Linked DNA regions of Capsicum annuum: region 1 is linked to region 2. The links are chromatin contacts, called in public Hi-C maps. All regions are on one chromosome and are shown on one strand. Each heading gives the region's core, a stretch centred on a gene start, on an enhancer-like site or on the middle of the called end of the contact. The rest is flanking DNA. Distances are from core to core; before and after follow the strand shown. Region 1 holds the start of LOC107841111 (cytochrome P450 734A1). Region 2 has its middle 12 kb from the start of LOC107841109.

Region 1 (5,402 bases), core at 2,445-4,944, 34 kb after region 2:
TTAACTAAAATCCATTTATATATGAAGATGTGATATTTAGACTATTTTTAGAATTGTATTATCTCATAGATGATATAACCATACAATTTTAACATAATAAATTGATAAATGAATGCTTTAGCACTTGAAAATTTGTTAAATTTGTGAAGATTCACAATGAAAGGGATGTTGAAAAATGCACATATATATTAATTAAATGTTAAATATATTTAATAATTAGAAATTACAAGGACTGGAATCAAAATTTATCGATATTTAAAGTAATAAAAATGCTAAATTCCATAATATTTTTTGGGGTCGTTCTAATAATATTTATTCCTGGAATTAAAATTTATCAATATTTAAAGTACTAAAAATGGTAATTTCCATAATATTTTTTTTGGATCGTTCTAATAATATTTATTAGGTAGTAAAATTACGTGCATGGCGAGCAAGAATATTTTTTAAAAACAATGGTCTATAGAAATAAATATATACAGCTCATCCTAACAAGTTTTCAACTTTATAATGAAGAAAGTCTTTTATATTTATTATGAAAAAGAAGGGGATTAATATTTCAGCTCAAAATGTTCACAGATAATTTTAATATTAAAAAATAATTCCTTAATTTTTTTTTAATTTTATCCATGCTTAAAATTATGAGGAAAACCTTAAAATTGTATGAGTAGAAGAAAGTCTCAAGAAAAGTTAATTACAAACATGATACATATTAGTACCGAAAGTGAAATGCTCGCGTTATTGGTAAAATTATTGTCACGTGAAAAGAGGTCATAAATTCAAATCGTGATAGCAGTCTTTTCTTCCAACCCCGCATATATCAGAAACTTAATACACCAAGCTGCTCCTTAATTAAAGTCAGAAAAACACAAAAAAACATTTAGCTGAATACATTTTATCGAAAATTCTATCATATATATAAAAGTTATACTATACAAAAGATTTAACAAGATTACTTACCCTGGAGTTTCACTGTCCAGTAGCACGCGGAATCAAACTACATAAGAAAACCCACAAAATTAAAATCTCAGATCTGCCTCTCACAAATAATACAGGCTGTTATTTATAAGTTAGGAAACACAATGAATTATTATTTTACTTAACATGATTAGACTTCTATCGATTAACATTCCATCCATAATTTTCCATTTTTTCTTTCATATATAAATAAATCTTCTAACCAAAAAGTAATTTTTTTTTTGTGGTTGGGGTAGCCGGGTAGGGGTGGGGTGGGTGGTGGGGGTGGGGGTGGGGGTGGAGGGGGTGAAGAGGGTTGTTAGTAGTTGCATAAAATTAGATAACATGTGACAACATATTTCTAAAATAATAGTTGCAAGTTTACACCTCATGCCTGTCTGTTATCTCCTAAGGTTGCCATGACTTTTTTTTTTTCCGACCGGTGTTCGATATTTATATTGGAGCCCGACTAATTTGGATTGCGTATTGCATGGCCATTCTGGGGGTGGTGCTCCCAGCAGAATTTTTTCTCCATACTCAGGGCTCGAACCCGAAACCTCTGATTAAGGATAAAGTAGTCCCACCACTACACCACAACCCATATCGATAGGTTGCCATGAATTGATAAGCTTGTGATTGAAATTAAATTGCCATACACCTAATCTAAAGTCACATATTAATTAGAATAATTCACATCATTTAATAGTTAGATCATCCATTCCATCATCTTATGCAACCATTTGTACGTACTTAATTAATATTCCATTCCCCCCTAAAGCATGCTAATCATGAACATCCATAACTTTGTCTGTTCGAGTTTGTTCACATTATAATTATAATTCGAAATTCAAATAAAGTAAAATGGGTTGCGGTTAGAGGCGAATTCAAATAATATTTTGGTTATCAATAAAATGTTTATAAATAATAAATCAACTTTTTAATAACTCAAACGTATGGTTTGAGTCAAAATTACTGAATTTATTAAAGTCGTAAATATAAAATGGCTTCGCCTTAATTTGATAAGTTGATGGTATTCGTAAAACTAACTCATTAACGATGAATTTTCATAATACAAAATATAAAACGAACATAAATAAGACAATTATGAATTAATAATATCTTTTTCTGGCCTTGTTACTATTACAATCATACTACTAGTCGATATCAACTTACCTAAGAATTAAGGCATAGTGATTATAATATATGCTAAATTAATCCCCATATTTTGAAATTTTTGGTCAATGAAGAAAGTCCAATTAAATTTCATAGTGGAAGTCAAGATTTTTGAGCTGAAATTGAAATTTTCTTTAAGGAAAAAAAAAAGGTAATAAGACTTTGGCTATATTAGCCAGCCCATCTATTTTGATGTTGGTAGGTTTTTGCTGAAATCAACAAATGCCATAATGGCATTGTTTCATTTTTATACATTGTTTATATATGTAAAGTTGAAAAATGCCAAAATAGATTCAATGAGATATAATTAAATTAAGAAAAAAAGTAAAATAAATATATCCTTTTAACTTATTATATTTATACAAATTCTTATCCTTATAAAGTAAGTCTAAAAATCACAACTAATTATGTATCTTTGTTGGATGTATCAGGAGATAATTATATATTTCAACAAATTCAAGATCGAAAAAAACATATCGAAAGCTAATTATGTATCCTTACAAGAAAAAAATGTATCTTCGTTGGATCTATTATGTATCTCAACAAACTCAAAATTTTAAAAAAAATGTATCAGGAGCTAATTATGTATCTTTACAAAAAAAAATTGTATCTTCGTTAGATGTAACGAAAGCTAACTATGTATCTCGACAGATCCAAAATTAATTTTTTTTTTATAATTATGCAAAATATCAAAATTTTTTATAACTAAGCTCTAAATTGTCGAGATTTATGTTATTTCATCTATAATTAAACTACCCCCAAAACAAAAAAATACTAGTTTGGACTGTGATAAAACGATTGAGATTCTTTTATCCTTGATTTAAAATTTCAGAATTGTGTCTTTAATGTGAAAAAAAATCATGTTAGGAGTACGATCTTTAAAAAATACATGTTGTGATACTCAAATTCGAAGTTCAATATGCATATCAAACACTAAATAAAAAACAAAACTAACAAACTACGAAAATGGTTAGATTTACCCTTATATTCTTCAAAAGAAGTTATATTTATCCATCATTATACTTTTTCTGATAGCTAAAGGGATTTAAAATTTGAAGAAAAACTAATCGAATGAGGTTCAACATCTACAATATATATACATAAAAATTATTTTAATTATGTATTAATAGTGTAATTTTTCGTCGAAAGAGGTTTGAATGCTGGCTCCGCCTCTATCTATATGACGCCTACATGAATATTTGTTTCTCCTAGCGAGCTGATGGGGTCATTCGAACTCCTTTCGATGAAAAATTATATTTTTATACATAATTAAGTTAATTTATATATATATATATATAAAATAGATATTAAATCTCCTTTAACTTGTTTTATATGTTTACTTTTTCATTTTTTAAAGCTTTTTCAGAAAATTTAGACTCTGCCACTAAATACAAATACCGAACATTAGATGAAGAAAAAGAAAAAAGAAACTACCTAGAAAAGACAAGGGCAACATTGTCTCAAAAAGTAACATAAAAATAAAATTATAAATTATTTCTTAAAATTAAATTAGTTTTTTTTTTAATTTTATTTAATTCGTTGACCCTTATAATTCCAATGGCGGCCCCTACGCCGTTGGCCTTGCCAAACAAACTTCTCTCTCTATTTCTACTTGTAATTTCTCTCACAAACTTTGTTGGCATTAAAAAGAGAAAACACTCAGAAAGAACCACCAAACATAATTTACACACACACACACACTAGCAAGAACAAAATATATACACTAGCCACTTCCAACAACAACAACAATAGGAACAACAACAACAAAAAAAAGACTAAGGGTGTCTTTTTTTTGTTTAGTGTTTTTGTTGTGTTTTGCAAAATGGAAAATTGGTTCAAGATTCTTGGATTTTCATGTTTGGTTTCAATTTTCATGATAAGGGTTGTTGCTTATTTATGGTTAAGACCAAAGAAAATTGAAGAACATTTTGCCAAACAAGGCATTAGAGGACCTCCTTATAAGTTCTTTATTGGAAATGCTAAAGAAATTGTTAGTTTAATGATGAAGGCTTCTTCACAAACTTTGCCTTCTTATTCTCATAATATTCTACCAAGAGTTCTCTCATTTTATCATCATTGGAAGAAAATTTATGGTAAGTTTTTGAATTTTGGAAATTATTTTTTTATTATTTTGATTTTTGGTGCAAAATTCAGCTAAGAAAAAAAAAAGTGTCATTTTTTGCAAAGTTGAAGTCTTTATGTGTACTTTATAAATGTCCATTTTGCAAATTTGTGTTTTTGAGTCTTTGTGTACTTTGGTTTTCTTGAAACTATTTAAAAGTGTCCATTTTTGCAAAATTTGTGTTTTTGATCTTTCATCTTTTAGCATTCTTGGAAAAAAGATAAGTTAACCGTCTTGAAATGTCTTGAACGAAGTTTGGAACCATAAAAAAGTATTCATTTTTGCTAATTTGTTGTTTGGTTTCTTAGTACTCTTAAAAAAGTTCGGATTCACTGTCTTGAAATGTCATAAAACAAAGTCTTTATTGTGTAATCTCAGCTTTCTTGAAAGCATTAGAAAGTGTCCATTTTTGCAAAATTGTGTTTTGAGTTTTCATCTTTTGATAAGTTGGTTTCTTATTAATATTGTTAAAAAAGTTGAAGTCTTTATGTACTTTGTTGGATTTTCTTAAAACATTTTTTTTTTCTTTTTTTAAATTTTTTTTTTTTTTTTTTTTCTGATTTTGTTGTGATTGTTTGAAAGCTGGCCTCTTGTTGTGTACTTCTTTAATTTAATGTCCTTTTCTTTCTGCTATTGATGAGTTGGTGGAGTTGTGAAGTTCAGTGTTTCAGAATACTGCTGCAGAAGCCAAATAAAAAAATAAAAAAAATTCTTTAGTTTCTTATTTTAAAAATCTCCCAAAAGATTAAAAAAATTAATTAAAATATTTTTAATTTTTTTTTATGTGGTCCAAATTTTTGTAAAAATTGAAGTTTTGGAACATCATAGTCATGGGTTTTTCATGAACTTTATCTTTTTTCTGTTTCATTTTTTGTCCTTATAGTTCTTTTAGATTTTGTTGTAACTTATAATTCTTGATGATGAAGTTTTTGTATAATGTTTGTTAGTGACATAATAATTTATTTATTTTAATTTTTTTTTGGTGTTGTCATATTTCTAACTTTTATTGTTTTGTTTTTTTTAATCTTTTTTTGCTCTTTCTGTTTTATTGTAGGGTCTACACTATCCATCCTCTCTGAATCACTGCTTTTTTTTTCCAATTTCATTTTCTCTTTACTGTTTTTGTGCTTAACTTGTTCATAAATGCATGTTG
Region 2 (5,235 bases), core at 108-2,607:
TTTTTTGTTGTTGTTGAAATTTTAAACTTAGAACACACTTGCGAACGCAAGCATGGACACATTCTTGTTGCCCTAACTAACATGCATTTGTAATATTAACATGACATATATAAACTCATGTGTCAAAAAAGTCTTTATTTTTTCGCCTTTTTAAGACAGGCATTCATTACGGTCTTATTAAACGAAAAGAAATGAAAGAAGTAATAGCCACTAAACCATCTTGACACTATGAAGTAAATTCAGAATTTTAAATTAGTCGAAGGGAGAGTATCACTACACCATATTGGTTGAAAATAGAGTACATTTACCACTGTTTTATTTTCTTGTGGATGTATAAACAAACTTGTATGAAAACAATGAGACATGAGTTAAAGGGAGATGTTTGGTTTATTTGTCTAGTGTAAGTTTAAAACATTGAAACAAAAATTCAGAAAATAACAAATGATCCATTTAAGTAGTTGGGGTGCACCTTGTTCACCTTATCAACTTAATCCCAATTGATGTGTCTCCATCCATGTCTGTTCAAACCACAACCAAAGATAGAAGCCCATCCCCCACCCCCCACTCCCACCCCCACCCTACCCCATAACTAGCACTCATTGGCCTTTTTTTAGGCCATTCTTTAAACTTTTTTCGTTGTTAATCTAGTGGGCTAAATTTAGTGTAATCCTAGTAGTGGGGTTGCAAAGGGTAGGATGTACGCAAACTTTGTGTTGTGTAATCCTAGTAGTGGGGACTGCAAAGGGTAGGATGTACGCAAACATTACTACTACTTAATGGCCTAAAATAGGGTCATTTGTGCAATTGGTCCATCCTACATCATATTTTCAATGCATAACCCTTACCAAGGCCAACAATAACATCAAACTTCAGTGTAATTCAACAAATGGGGTTCTGAAGGGGTATAACATACGCAGACTTTACTTTTACTTTTGCGAGATAGAGAGGCTATTTTTTTAAATTACGTAGTCGCAAGTCTAATGGGCCAAACTTTCGTCTTTAAAAGTAATATTAATGATCATCTGTTTCTTCTTTATGTTCTGCTGATCTGAAGCATCCAGTAGCGCCTCACCGGCTTAGAAATCAAACATAAAAAACGGCTAAAATATCAATTAGTAATTTACCTTCTGTTGCCAGAAGAACTTATCTTCTCCTCTTGGTAAAATGAGCCTCTATTTTTGAGTTCGACAAAGTGAAAGAATCAATTCTATCATTCAAGTCGGACAACACTTATCTACCCTAGTAAGATTAATGGACTCAAAAGTGGCCATTTGTGCAAATGGCCCACCCTAGTCCCACTTCTTTAATGGACTGAATAACACTGTGTATTGCCCACTAGGCCATCCCCATCATTCCAACCCAAAAGTGGGTGTACAAAAGCTGGTCTGTTACTTAACAAGCATGTTCAAAAACTAGATGAGAGGTGTGGCCTCAAAAGTACACTTACATGAAAATTTTACTTGGCCCATTTGTTAAAATTAATGGCCCATTAATGGGTCCATTAATGGGCCCATATTTAGTTTTTTGGGAGGTGAGTTGAAGGCAACAATTAGTAACTTTCATTGTCGGTGGGTGGGTGGTTGCTTCTATATGCAGATGCCGAGTCAAGATTTTCATGAAGGGGGTTCGACATCTATTATATATACATAAAATATAATTTTAATGATGTATAAATAGTATAATTTTTCGCCTAAGGAGTTTTCGTGAACCTCCATTACAAAGGTTGGCTCTGCCCCTGCCTATATGCATGTTACAAAATTTGCTATACTAGTATTAGAGATCGTGGTGGAGTGGTAAGTATTGTGTCTCCGATTCGAGTTCTGATATATTCTTGTTAATAAACTTCATTCAAAACCGGAAAAATGATGTTTGAATAGAAAATGAAAAAGGATATTTCGAACCTAACAATTTTCTTGTATGTTCTTGAGAAATTTAAGTCCCTATGTTACAACAGCAACGTAAATTATAGAATTCTGCTTTTTTTTTTTTTTTAAGAATAATGCAAAAAATCATTGAGAGTGTTTCAAATTTACGGTAATATAAAAAATAGAGTGAGCGTATTTGGAAATAGCCATGTGATTTTACTTTTAAAAATTATGAATTAACGGCGTGAGACCTGTCTTCTTCTCAACCAATTAAGAGTTAGAAAAAAGTACTTCTACATATAAGCACAAAAACCTTTAAATCTCTTTAATCAATGAGGGACAAAGTTACTTCCCCTCCATTTTATTAACTCAAATGGTCACTCAATTTTAAACTTTTATTTTTAAAAAATCACTCAACTTTAGATTTTTATCTCAGAAAGTCACTCAACTTTCATATTTTTAGTGAAAGTTGAGTAACTTTCTGAGTAAAGATCAAAGTTACTGAGTGACTTTCTGAGTAAAAATGTGAAAGTTGAGTGACTTTCTGAGTAAAGATCAAAGTTGAGTGACTTTCTGGGATAAAAATTCAAAGTTGAGTGATTTTTTAAAATAAAAGTTCAAAGTTGAGTGACTTTCTGAGATAAAATGTGAAAGTTGAGTGACTTTCTAAATAAAAATGTGAAAGTTGAGTGACTTTATGAGTACAGATGAAAGCTGAGTGACTTTCTGAGATAAAAGTTCAAAGTTAAATAACTTCCTGAAATAAAAAATCAAAGTTGAGTGACAATTTGAGTTATTAACTCTTCTCAATTCACACTTCACTTAAAATATAAAATCCAACAAGTCTTATCATATCATATCACGATTATCGAACATCGCGGGAAAAACCAAAAAAAAAGATTGCTATATATACATATATATTTCTGATCCACAAAGTGAATTCAGCCAAATTTATCATACATCTTTTCAAGATTCATCTTCTATTTACTATTTTCTTGTTAGGTTACCCCTTTGCCTTTTGTCCCTACTATTTCGTTTCTCTTTTTATGAATTGTCTATTCATTCTTTTTTTAAACTTCATGATAACTCATTTCATCAATATCAATTTGTCTTCTTCCATACACACACAACATCTACATCTATATATGCATGATGATGACTTGAAAAAATATCAAATAAACAAACTTGTTAACGTGTCAAAACCATAATATTTGCAAAACTTAGAATCACATGTATAAGCTAAGTGTTATTTTCTTTTGGTCATATTTAAGATGACATAATGTAGGTAAGTGATATGTAATATTATAGTGAAAGGGACATTGAGAGCTCTTTGGAATAATAAATTTGGGAGTTCTCAAGTCACATGGACTATCATGTGATGATATGGAATTTCAAGAAGCCAATATATATAGATCATATTATGGTAGGGTAAAGGGTATAATATACCATGATCATCATGAGATGTGATGGAGAAAAATTAAAGAATTTATTACACACTTCATTATTAAAAACACAAACAATTTTTGAAGGGAAAACAAATTGAATTACAAATGGGAACTATCAAAATTGTTTAACTAAAAATATGTCTTTTAATTGACTAATTTGTGGAGTCACATTGAGTATTTTCATATCATTTATTCAGAATTGTGGCATAACCCAATCCTTAATGAGTGTATCCATGTATATATACATAGTATGTGTAAAAACTAGATACACATCCAGTACACCCTTGAATTATGGTCAAAGTCGATACGACACAGTTCAACTTTACGGATGTCCTATTACCCTCCTGAAGTCAATTTTAGCGTACTTTTGTGCTGATGTGGCATCTTTATTATATAAAAATGGGGTCCACGTCAGGTAAAAAAGTTGATAAAAATACACTAAAATTTAGTTTTGGGGGGTAATAGGACCTCCGTAAAGTTGGACTGTGTCGTAGCAAATTCGATCATAGTTTACCCTATAAAAAATAATGGATTCAGATGATCGTACTAGATCCGCCTCTGCATGACTATCCCTACCTCATATCAAGAAAAAGAAAAAAATGAAGTTAAAAAAAAAAGGGTTGGGGGTGGGCTGAGTGCTTTGTAACATGACATATTGGGGCATAGTGGCATGTGGTTAAGCTCACAAAGGGAGAAGCACAAGGAGTAGGATAGGAAGCAAATGTCCTTTTCTTTGCAGGAAGTAACACTTGCTAGCTAGTGAGGGATGGAGAGTAGTAAGTGATGAAAATCTAAAAAAGTTCATTGCCTTTTCTTCATTCTTTCTTGCAATCCTCATTTTAGGGAGGGAGGGTGGCTATTGGATTTGCTTTTTATGATTACTAGATTATGTTGTCATTTCATTTCTCATGAGGTCCAATAAAGATCTTCTTTTTCCCTCCTTTTGTATTTGTTTGTTGGAGGAGGACGGTGCGTTGATCGAAAATTTAGATGTTTGTGAAATAAAGAATCACTACTTGTTTTTCTTTTAACTCCAAAAAACTAATTTTACCAAACTTTTGCATCTATTGTTGAATTCGCCGCTTGAAAAAGGAACGTGTTAATCTAAGAGCGAAGAATTGATCTTGGCCAAGTGTGTGGCCGTCAAGTAATGTGGTAAGGAGTGCTTCTCTTTAATAGATTTTACACGACGTGAATCTGATTTAGTCCAATCAACAAAAGTGTTATCTTTGTCAATAGGTTATTGGTTTACTGATTGTCTATATGTTCATAATAGTAGTAAATGTTGCTCCTAATAAAACCCTTAAAATTATCTTATTGTCAACTTAAACTTCTTGAAGTTTACACTTAGAATTGCTAGTTTACTATATATATATATGTTAGCTAGATTAATTTTATTTTAAATGTTCTTCAACCAGATAGTCCAAAGGTTATAAATAACTATTTGTAAGTCTATTAAGTCTTCTTCGACAATTCAATCATCATTGATTAAATATACAATCTCCAATGTAAAATTGAAAGATTACAGTACTATTTTCAATTGGCTCCTTTTATATAATAGATTAAGTTGTATAGATTAATTTAAGTTTTATTATTTAAAATTATAGATCTTACAATATATATATGTATTATTTTCTTCCAATGAGAAAGTGCACATTCTTATCATGTATATATGGCTTACCACCTGAGTTTTTTGAAATGTCATTGTTGTTCTTTGCCAACTTGATGTTCTGTCCATTTTCAAAAGACAAATGGCAAAACATTGATACTATTATATGGGGACATAAAATTACAAACTTTGTATCCATCTTTACATATGTTAGTGTTATAAAGTAAAAAGTAAAAAATAAAAAAAATAAATCTAGTGGCGAAGGCAAGAATTTTTCGTCATGCTAAAGGTGTCTTAGATTTAATATATTTGTGTA

What was found. Hi-C and Micro-C count contacts between places; a contact is called where the count stands out from the background.
Region 1: a Hi-C map of pericarp shows a contact between it and region 2, with 5 times the contacts expected there. The contact joins the promoter of LOC107841111 here to the enhancer-like site in region 2. A contact is called at or near these places in 5 of 5 Hi-C or Micro-C datasets (bud, leaf, pericarp and 1 more).

What each region holds. Positions count from the first base shown.
Region 1 is chr9:212,310,465-212,315,866 of UCD10Xv1.1, forward strand. LOC107841111 (cytochrome P450 734A1) reads left to right here and starts at 3,695. Exons shown (of 5, transcript XM_016685115.2): 1 at 3,695-4,220. The coding sequence starts at 3,950.
Region 2 is chr9:212,278,889-212,284,123 of UCD10Xv1.1, forward strand. No RefSeq gene overlaps it. Among protein-coding and RNA genes, the nearest start is that of LOC107841109, 12 kb to the left of the region's middle. Within about 2 kb of position 1,358, at least 1 of the 5 cell types and tissues checked has an H3K27ac peak or open chromatin away from gene starts, as enhancers often do. A contact at or near this core is called in pericarp, where this site is marked.